Linked DNA regions of Mus musculus: region 2 is linked to region 1. Evidence: chromatin contacts called from public Hi-C data. All regions are on one chromosome and are shown on one strand. The core of a region is the stretch at or near the end of the contact, and the rest is flanking DNA. Distances in the headings are between cores, read along the strand shown. Region 1 overlaps Ubr5 (ubiquitin protein ligase E3 component n-recognin 5). Region 2 overlaps Atp6v1c1 (ATPase, H+ transporting, lysosomal V1 subunit C1).

Region 1 (5,446 bases), core at 2,885-5,384:
GTGAGCACCACACCCACTTCCCAAGCACCTTGGTATTGATGAGTTATACACGTGATTACTCTTTCTCAAAAGTGACCTTTTCAATTCCAGGACATTTTTGAATGTCGGACTTGTGGTTTACTGGAGTCGCTTTGTTGTTGTACAGAATGTGCAAGGGTTTGTCATAAAGGGCACGATTGCAAGTAAGTCCCACACTGTTCTGAATTTCATAAACTCTCAGGTTTTCATTGCAGTACAAAGTACTTATGCCTTGATTTAGGCATAATTCAGAAAGTGAAGTTTTCTACATTTCAGTTCCTACATATAGAAATATGACTGGTTTAAAGAGTATTGTTAAGTACTTGTAGTGTGTGACTAGAATCGGGTTAATCTTGTTAAATTAGTCTGATTAATGCTTTAAAGTATGTTTACAGAGTAGTTTCATTTGTATTCTACTGCCAAAGTTTTAAGTGCCTCCATCCCTCTCCCTCTGGGCCTCTTTTAATGTGTTAAGATGAATAACTGGACTCTGCCTTACTTATTTTTTAGATTCAGTAATCTCATATAATAAGGTCATTCTAGCTGGCTTTGTTAGTTTCCACAGACCTAAGCAGTAAAACTCAAGCTTAACATTTGTAGAGTCTCAGTGTTACCAACAGGAACACCGGGTTATAAATGTACATGTGTAGATGCTGTAGGTTATAGAAAAATGGGCCATCAGAATCCTCCACTTGGGGTTTTTGAGGAGGATTGGCAGGTGAGGGCACCTGCTGCAGAGCCTGACGAGCCCGAGTCTGATCCTTGGGTTTACATGATGTGAAGCGAGAGCAGACTGCAGATTGTCTCCTGACTTACACACATACTCTGCCACAAGTGCACCTCTGTCCTTCACTCGCCCTGCTTCATAGGAAGGGTAAGGCCGTCTTCTCAGCTTCCTCCTGGATGCTGAGTTTCCCTTGTATTTATTAGGTGTAGTCAATACTCGCTGCCAGGGCAGGGTGAGCCAGGCATTTCATTTTCTGACAGCATTTACAGGCCTGTCAGATATGACACATACAGGAAACATGTGCTTACCGTGGTTAGAGTTGGCTCAGTGCCCATGTGAGGACCATGTAGGGTATGTTGGAGACCGGGAAGGACAACAGAAGTAACTGTCCCAGGACATTACAGTTAGGTTTTATAGGAATTTTTCTATTGCTTTCTGAACTTTGCACCATTAAATAATATTTTTTTGTATGTAGCTGATAGCAGTTACCCTTTCATTTAAATATCAATAAGAGTTCTCTTTAGTTTTATCAAGTTATAAGTCTTCATTGCAATGTAGATCTGTAATTTAAAGTTTTTTTGAACTTTTCTGTGATTTTTTTTTTTTTTTTTAACAGACTCAAGAGGACTTCACCAACAGCTTATTGTGATTGTTGGGAGAAATGTAAATGTAAAACATTGATTGCTGGACAGAAGTCTGCTCGTCTTGATCTACTTTATCGCCTGCTTACTGCTACAAATCTGGTCACCCTACCAAACAGTAGGCAAGTAGAATGGTTAGGATAGAAAGAGGTCAGCACATGCTGGTGCCACCCCCTTTCCTTCCCTCCCTCCCCCTCCCCCTCTCCCTCTCCCCCTCTCTCCTTCCCTCCCTTCCTCCCCCTCCCCATCCCCCTCTCTCCTCCCCTCCCTCCCTCACAACCTGCCCTGTGTTCTAGGGGAGAGCACCTTTTGCTGTTCTTAGTACAGACCGTGGCCAGGCAGACAGTGGAGCACTGTCAGTATAGGCCTCCACGAATCAGGGAGGATCGCAACAGGAAAACAGCCAGTCCTGAAGGTGAGTGAAGTATACAATTCTGCTGATGTACAAAGCATTGAATTCTATTTTTGTCTGACCCATTCTTCCTTTTTAGATTCAGATATGCCTGACCATGACTTAGAGCCCCCAAGGTTTGCCCAGCTTGCCCTAGAGCGCGTCCTTCAGGACTGGAATGCTTTGAGATCTATGATTATGTTTGGGTCACAAGAGAACAAAGATCCGTATGTATTTGTTAAAACATTTAAAAATTTTTCTCAGTTTCTGGGCTAATGTTGTCTTTTACAATTTATTCTGTCTCTCCTTGCCTCTCCAGTCTGAGTGCCAGCAGCAGGATAGGCCATCTTTTGCCAGAAGAGCAGGTCTACCTCAACCAGCAGAGCGGCACGATTCGGCTCGACTGTTTCACTCATTGCCTTATTGTCAAGTGTACAGCAGATATTTTGGTGAGTTCACTAAATACATGAATTTGTTCTTAAGTCCCATGGTTTTAAAGGTCAGACTTAAAAGACTGATAATGTCTGCTGGTTAAGTTAAAGGGAGTATATTAACATGGATGCTTTTCGATGGAAGAATTTTATTTTAAATAAAAACCTTAAATTGATAAAAAAATGTGTAACCCCTTTTTAAATTTGTTTTTCTTTAATGTAAACTAAAATTTAGATAATAGGACCCAGTGCTGGATGGTTGTTCCTTAGGCACTGACAGGACATTGAGTTTAGTCCTTTCTGCAGGCTGGTTTGTTACTGTCCGGTGCCACTCTAACCTCTTCCTCCAAACCTGTTCTAAGTAGTTTATAATAATTGCGTAAAGTTAGGATACAATAAAATGGTTTGTGAATCTAACCATAGTAGATCTTAAATTATAAGATTAATTATTAATTATACTCAATGAAATGGAACATGTTTTGCTATAAAGATTGTTATAAAAATCATTAAAAAAATAACATGAAATTGGGTTTTCTTTGTAGTTGGTATCTTTTTTATGCACAGGGAAGTATTAGAAAGTAGTAAATGAGATATGCAATAAGTGTTCTTCAATGAGTGAACTTCTGATTTTACATGTTTGATATTTCCTTCTAAACATGCATGATAAGTATATACAGGCCTATGGGACAAAAGCCAAGTTAGTATACATTTGGGATCCATTTGCTATCAGACACACAGTATCAGTACAGTTAGGTGTATACCTGTAAATGGTTTGGTTCAGTTTGTTTCAAAATTTTGTTACAAGGGCTGTCAAGGTGGCTTAGCTAGTAACAGGTGCCACCAGAGCCCAACAGCCTCAGCTCAGTCACTGGACCCACGCGGCAGAAGGAGAGGACTGCCACCTGCACGGTGCTCTCTCACCTCCAAACGCACACATGTACATACGTCATATATGTGTGTATACACATTCACACATATATACATAAATCACACACATACATATATACACACACAAAAACATTTTAAACATTTTATTGGGAACTATTAATATTTAAAAGTATTAGACTACGTTAACCATCATATGAACTATCTCAGCATTAATAGAATGATTGCCATTTTTAAAGCTTTTAGATACTCTGCTAGGCACCTTAGTAAAAGAACTCCAAAACAAGTACACACCCGGACGCCGGGAAGAAGCAATTGCCGTGACAATGAGGTTTCTACGATCTGTGGCAAGAGTGTTTGTCATTCTTAGTGTGGAAATGGCTTCGTCCAAAAAGAAAAAGTAAGGCATTTCAAAACCTTTTGCACACATTTGTAGTGTGATAATGTTAGTATGTGTATGAGAAGAATCATTAGAGGTTTTTATTTTTTTCCTGCTATAGCAACTTTATTCCACAGCCAATTGGAAAATGCAAACGTGTGTTTCAAGCACTGCTTCCTTATGCTGTAGAAGAATTGTGTAATGTGGCAGAGTCTCTGATTGTTCCTGTCAGAATGGGGATTGCCCGGCCGACAGCACCGTTTACTCTGGCCAGTACTAGCATAGATGCCATGCAGGGCAGTGAAGAATTATTTTCAGTAGAACCATTACCACCACGGCCGTCATCAGATCAGGCAAGCAGGTATGTTAATGTTTTGTATGGAAATGGTTTATCTGGCTTATTAAAGCTGTGCTTTGGAGTAGCAGTTGAAATGATTTTCACAATTCTAATTTTGTCACCTAATGTAAGTATAATATTTTAGTACTTATCTGCCCACCATGGATTAAAACTAAATATTAACAACAGAAAGCTTACAAACTTTTGGAATTGGAACACCTCTCTACTAAATGAAAAAATAGCCACGTAGCCAAATGTGTTGCAAGTCGTTTTATGTTCCACTTCCTTTGCTCCAGGAAGTGGCTAGTGCTTTCAGCTCCCGCCCGGCTTCCCTTGAGTCCTCCGACAGAAGGCACACACACAGTTAATTCCTTCACTACTTGCCTTCTTGGCACAATTGCTGGGTGCTGATATCTCCTGCCTGAAAAAGCCCACCCTTACCGATTTATTATTTTCCTGTCTCTACCTGCCCTAACCTAGCCCTGACCTCTTGCCTGTAGTAGTGGCCACAGGCCCCAGCTCCCCCTGAGAGCTCACATGGTTGCTGCGTTCTTCTTCCAAAGCATGGCAGAAAAACCCCTCTCCTTCCTTGAATCTGCTTTTCCTCTTGGGACCCAGAAATCCTGCCCAAACTTTCTGCCCAGAAATTGGCCCTTGGCTTTCTTTACTGACAAAAGAAGAATCAATTGCAGAATAGGACCTTCCTGTCAGAACTTCCCCCTTCACACATGGTGATCGCCTTTAATCCAAGCCTGGGCCACAGAGGCAGGTAGATCTCAGTTTTCACAGCCAGCCATGTCTACAGAGTGAGTCAGGATAGCCAGGGAGAGCTACACAGAGAAACCCTGTCTGAAAAAAAGAAAAAAGAAATTCTTTTTTTTTTGAAATTAAAAGATTTTCCTCTCAGCTTCTTCTTTGCCTCTGTAACGATGCATCTGTCTTAGCAGATCCTGGAAAGCCCTGGTTGTGAGGTAAGTACCTGTGTGCTTATGCAAAGGCACTGCTACCCTAGTTGTGTCGAATAATTTCTTTGATTCTCATTTCTCAGGAAACCTGTTAAGGAGAAAGACACTAAAAGCTTTATATTTTAATGTCTTTTAGCTCATTCTTGAATCTCTAAATGAAGTGACCAGAGGGCTGTTAAACATCACGTTTCTAGTTTTTGGTTTCTTTAAAACTCAATTTAGTGATTGTTTGCTTCCTTTTGTGTGGATGCACTTGCCTTTGGCTATGTCTAAGTCAGATCTGAAGGGACGTGAAGCTTTGATCACTCTGCTTTTGGTTGTTCCTCTGTTTTAAAATATGATTTGTAGATGTGATTTCCCTATGCCATGTCCACCCACTAACCAGTCAGTGAGAAGCGAGCAAGTACAGGATAGAAACTGTGGTTTAATGTGTGAATGTTGGTGTCAGTACTCTTGGCATCTGAGGATGCTGGAGGAAAGAAAGAAAGTAAGCATTGAGCTGCAAAAAGGATCCCAGAGAGCAGTGTGCTGTGTGAGCCATCTTGACAGCTGTGGTCTCTCCCTCCCCCTGACTCCTTACAGCTCCAGTCAGTCTCAGTCATCTTACATCATTCGGAACCCACAGCAGAGGCGCATCAGCCAGTCACAGCCCGTCAGAGGCCGAGACGAGGA
Region 2 (5,118 bases), core at 1,637-4,136, 690 kb before region 1:
GTCAGCCCTGGGTTCTATGCCCAGCATCACACATGCATGTGCACATGTATGTATTTGTGGCTTAACTCCTACACTGAAACAGGGCTGACCATTCTATCACCACAGACAAAGGCTACGGCATCAGGTAAGAATGGTCTCCAAATGTTTTCAAGACGTCTTACAATTACCTAGGCTTCATAGAGGAGACCCAGGAGACTCCTTGGGAAGAAGGCAAGGGAACAGGACCAATCCTCTCCCAAATGGTGGCTGCCAGCAACACCACCACTACTCCACCATGGACTGAACTCACTGACACTGAAGCTGCTTTAAGACTATGCTCCCAGCCGGGCGGTGGTGGTGCACACCTTTAATCCCAGCACTTGGGAGGCAGAGGCAGGCGGATTTCTGAGTTCCAGGCCAGCCTGGTCTACAGAGTGAGTTCCAGGACAGCCAGGGCTACACAGAGAAACCCTGTCTCGAAAAACCAAAAAAAAAAAGGCTATGTTCCCGACACAAACTTGATTTGATTTGTCAGCATTTCTAGCCTTTAGACTCCCCAACAGTGTGTCCCCCAAAGTTCTATGTTCCCATATTAGTCACCGTGAAGCAGCTTCCAGCCATAGTAAACACATGTGTTAAGCTCCTGCCAGGCAACACTGAGCTATCTGTGCACATATATAGGGGGTTCCAGTTACTCATTACAATAGCCTTTTACCATCTCCACGGGGATGGGCCTGGGACTCACAACCTCTGTAACATTGTACACAACGAAAGGGACAGTAAAGTGCCAGAGCTTCAAACACACACTAAGAATTCACACGGGAGCAGGGTCTTTACCCACTCAGTTCAGAATTAGAGCCCAAACACAACCTTAAAGCCTACTGTCTAAACACATTTCCTTATCCACATCCCTCAGATACTAAGGTTCAAAGAGCACTTGCAAAAGAAAGGAAAAAACCTACAAAAATGTCTTGACACTGAAGTGGAAGATGTTCAGCTTCCTCCTGTCTACAGGAAACAGGAACTAAAACTGCATCCCTGCCACATGTGGTTGCCTTGCCTTTTAATCCCAGCACTTGAGGCAGAGGCAGGCAGCTCTCTTCAAGGCCAGCCTGATCTACACAGTGCGTTCCAGGTCAACCAGAGTTAAGTAATGAGACTCTGTGCCAACGACAATCACAGCCTGCATTTCTAACATGTCTGGAATTTAGAATTCTGACCAGTAATTTGGCAGCATGTGTCAAATTTTAATATATACACTCATAGAGTCTCTTACTGGGTGCATCTGAAGTGCAGAGACCTATGCAAGGATGTGTAAAGAGGCCCTGCAGCACTTTGGACACCTCGACACCAGAAGGCAGTGAGGGACACTTGGTAGACCAGCATGGTCAGGAAGGTGGAGAGCCGCAGCCACGTGGTCTCAGCGTGCAGTATAGTCCTTATTTTCTTCAAGAAGCTCTAAGTTGAGGGCGAGTGGAGGGAGCAGGGAGGAGGGAGACAAGCTGGGTAAGATAAGATGTTGGACATGGGAAAGGGCCACAAACCTCCTGAGGGTAGAAATTAGCAAGGCAGGGGTATCTCTCACATGTTCTGCTTTGTAGACATTTGTATGTTACTAGTAGATAATTACTTATGAAACAAAATGCAAAATCCCAAATAGCAAAGCTGCTGACGGCTGATTTTCTAACGGATAAGGCAGTGCAGACTAGTTCTCCACTCACAAAGCTGTGTGACTTACAGGAGTACAGTGTTACCTCAACTCCACCCTGAGTTCTTCCTAAATTTTACGTCAAGTTGTTCACTTCAGGGACTGTACCAGAAAGGCAAAGTAAAAGTGAGGCCTTTATGATTATCAACATCAAAAAAACAAACGTAAAGACTTAGACAAAATAAATGACTAGCACTGCATAGTTTTGCTACACTTTATTCAAAACTGGTCCCACTTCTTATTTAAGAGAGCTAAACGCCCAGTGTCCAAATATAAATATCACCATGTGTTGGAAAAATAACCTTCTGATTTGCGCTCTGACCCAAATTTGGCACAACTAAATCCTATGCGAGTCAGACAGGAGTGCTCAGAGCTCGGCAGCAGCAGCCCCTGAAGCAGCCCAGGAGGCGGCGGCCCCTGGAGCCTCTCAAGTCACACACAGCACAGTGGGCACAGGTTCTTTTATTCTGTCCTGTGGGGTCAACAGTGCTGACAAGATAGTCAGAGCATTCCAAAAGCACACACCTGAACGTTGTCACATAGCACTACATCACAACTTAGTAACTACTCAACAGTTATGTCTACTAATACAGTGAATGAAATGGTATGCTTAGACCATTCCCTGTAAACAAGGCTGTGCACAACAGTAACACACAGAATTATGCATACCATGATATCAAGGAGGAAAATACCTCTTTAAATAAACTATTCTATTTATAAATAAACTCTGATTTTTTTCAGTACACATTTACAGACCTGATCAATAAAAAGAAACAATATATATATTTTTCTTTAAAAAGCAAATGTTGAGATATGGACCACATGAGAAATTCATCTAGGGGAAGGGGAAGGAGCAAGCAGAGGGCGTGAGAGTTATGAGAGTTACTTGTGTGAGCAACACCAACACAAGGCCAGGATTGACTGGGAGGAGCTCAGTTTACTTGAATTCCAGCAAGTTGCAATCAATCTTGTAATACACATAGGGGTAGTATTCCTGCTGACTCAGGTTTAGGCCAGGGATATCCATGGGAGCCTGCAGAAAAACCACAAACAGCAGTCAGCTGCTTACAAGGTCTTTTACGGATACCTGGTCTGGCTGAAGTCATGCATGTACATGAATTTAATCTAAGTCTTCACTTAGCTGTAAGAACAGGAAGAGCCTATGCCTGCTGAGTCACGGAGAGGGAGCCAGGCCAGGCTCCGCCCCAAAGCCTGTCTGACTGACTGAACCATGACTTTCCCGGTTTACTATGTAGAACTGTAAGAGGTAACTTTTTAAATCTTGGGTTTAGGACACAAGGCTTTTAAAACGTAGTATCTAAATAAACCAAGTGTGGTTTGAAAGATTCCAGATCTATTTGTGCCTTGTAAGAATTTAGTGAGAGCAAAATTTGTACCAAAGACTTAGGATTCTTAGTTTCTCCAAGATTTTAAGATATCAAGTTATTTCCTACATTTTCTCTTATCAAGAAAACTAATTTTTCATTTTTCCTATACACAAGATCATAAACTATAGAGAAAACCAGCAAGATCTGTGAAATTTAAACTGTAAATCAAAGCCCAAGAATACAGTGAAATGATAACCACACACACACACACACACACACACACACACGTACACACGCACGCCCTTCCAAAATAAATACAAACATAAATTGCTAATCTACTATTACTTCTACAAAACAAAACTGAAATAATTTCATATTTCCTTCCTGTCCGCAATCTACAATTTTTAAAAACAATTAGAACATTGGTTGTTCCTGAACGTCTGCAACTATAAACATCTGATACATATAACAAAACAATGATGAGCTTCTAGAAATACCCAGAACAGCTGCAGCTAGTATATACAGCCATGGAACGTTTACCTAAGAAAGGGGGTGCTCAGGGGACACAAATGGCCTGGTGTCCATGCTTCTGAGAATCCTCATGCAGTCTTTTCTCCACCTCCCAAGTCCTACTGCCCTAGGCTAAGGTGCACTCACGTCAATGATGGCAGCCGCACTGCTGTCCAGATGCTTGTACAACTCGTGCAGCACTTCTCTTAGCTTCTTCACTGACTTCTTATTCGGCTGAAGGAGCATTGCTTGGAAGTTCACCGGCAAGCCATACCTTAGAGAGCAACAGAGACAGTGCACAGCACAAGCACAGAGAGCCATTTTCCTTGTAGAGCAAACAGCGTCCCGCGTCTCTCTTCATGGACACAGTGTGTTCTGTGTTAAATACTCCCTTTCCAGGTCTGTCACCAGCCACAGATGCTTCCACTAGCATGGAAACACAAACCTCCAAGCCCATTAGTGCCCTTTCAGTAAAAAGCAAGCCACTTTAAGGGGTGTGAGCTCAGGCCTGCGACCCCAACACTGGGGAGGCTGAGGCAGGGGTTGTACAAGCTTAAGGTTAATCTAGGCTGTAGAGGAGGAAACCCAGACAAGCCAATCGCTAGGAATTAATTAGTATTCAATTTCACAATAATCTATGAATATGCCAGTATGTAAAGACAATCTACGGCTAGAAGATCTGTTTGTACTTAAAAGCTGAGACTTTCCATGCCTACTATAAGCACTTGAAATTTAAAACTTAAAACTGAGGGGCATGGCTGCATACACAGCTCAAAACTAATGGGTTTCCATGAAGCTGGAGAGATGGCTCAATGGTTAAGAGCACAGGCTGCTCTTCCGGAGGACCTGGGTTCAATTCCCACACCTACATAGCAGCTACCAACTGTCTGTACCTCCAGTTCCAGAGGATCTAATGGCTCTTCTGGACCTCACAGGCACTGTGGTACACAGACAACACACAGGCAAACACAAACGGTGGTGCTCCCCCCATTACAATGGAGTTCAACATTTCTTAGCCTAGAGCCCTTCATTGCAGGGCAGTCCTGGGTTTATGGGGGAGCTGGAGTACACAAACCTGCCCCTCCAGGGAAGTCCCACATACTGGTCAGCACCAAGAGGCCATGTGGAGCACACATGACAGCACAGACCTGCACTTAGGAGGTTGAGGCAGGAAGATCAAAGTTTGAGCCAGCCTACGGTAAAACTGAGCTCCAGGTCAGCCTAGAGAGACTACATCAAACAAAACAAGTGGCCATGGTGAGTGAGCAACTGATTCGTACACCAACTACACATAACTACACAGTACATTGTGTGTGCCCCACAATGAAATCGCTAACTGCTCACACCGACTCTCCTTAAACAGTACATGACTAAATGTGAGAGACGGAGCAGTGTGGGTCTCTTTTCCTGAACCTGGTGTTAAAGAACCAGATAAATATGCACTTGACAAGCTGTGTGACCCTGACAGCCACTTCCTCCTAACTGGCTCTTTGGCTGGTCCAAATCACCTTCACAAGGCTGGACTGGGTCATGAGAGAGGCACACCGAACTCTGCGACTCCAGCTTTCTCCATAAATTTCTTACCTTAAAACA

The links. A called contact is a pair of places that touch in the nucleus more often than the background predicts.
Region 2: a Hi-C map of bone marrow-derived macrophages shows a contact between it and region 1, with 12 read pairs. The contact joins two enhancer-like sites. A contact is called at or near these places in 1 of 484 Hi-C or Micro-C datasets (bone marrow-derived macrophages), 1 of 115 datasets of contacts at active chromatin or transcription factors (extraembryonic endoderm stem cells) and 1 of 9 other capture datasets (embryonic stem cells).

What each region holds. Positions count from the first base shown.
Region 1 is chr15:38,000,604-38,006,049 of GRCm38.p6, reverse strand. It overlaps Ubr5 (ubiquitin protein ligase E3 component n-recognin 5), which reads left to right. Exons shown (of 59, transcript NM_001112721.2): 28 at 91-182; 29 at 1,362-1,508; 30 at 1,683-1,801; 31 at 1,878-2,004; 32 at 2,097-2,226; 33 at 3,333-3,493; 34 at 3,594-3,833; 35 at 5,357-5,446. The region is part of intron 1 of Gm49085 (a long non-coding RNA gene); the gene reads right to left. Among named protein-coding and RNA genes, the nearest start is that of Gm49085, 42 kb to the right of the region's middle. Within about 2 kb of position 4,134, at least 40 of the 459 cell types and tissues checked have an H3K27ac peak or open chromatin away from gene starts, as enhancers often do. A contact at or near this core is called in bone marrow-derived macrophages, where this site is marked.
Region 2 is chr15:38,689,214-38,694,331 of GRCm38.p6, reverse strand. It overlaps Atp6v1c1 (ATPase, H+ transporting, lysosomal V1 subunit C1), which reads right to left. Exons shown (of 13, transcript NM_025494.3): 11 at 5,110-5,118; 12 at 3,673-3,799; 13 at 1,888-2,720. The coding sequence ends at 2,625. Among named protein-coding and RNA genes, the nearest start is that of Atp6v1c1, 30 kb to the right of the region's middle. Within about 2 kb of position 2,886, at least 109 of the 459 cell types and tissues checked have an H3K27ac peak or open chromatin away from gene starts, as enhancers often do. A contact at or near this core is called in bone marrow-derived macrophages, where this site is marked.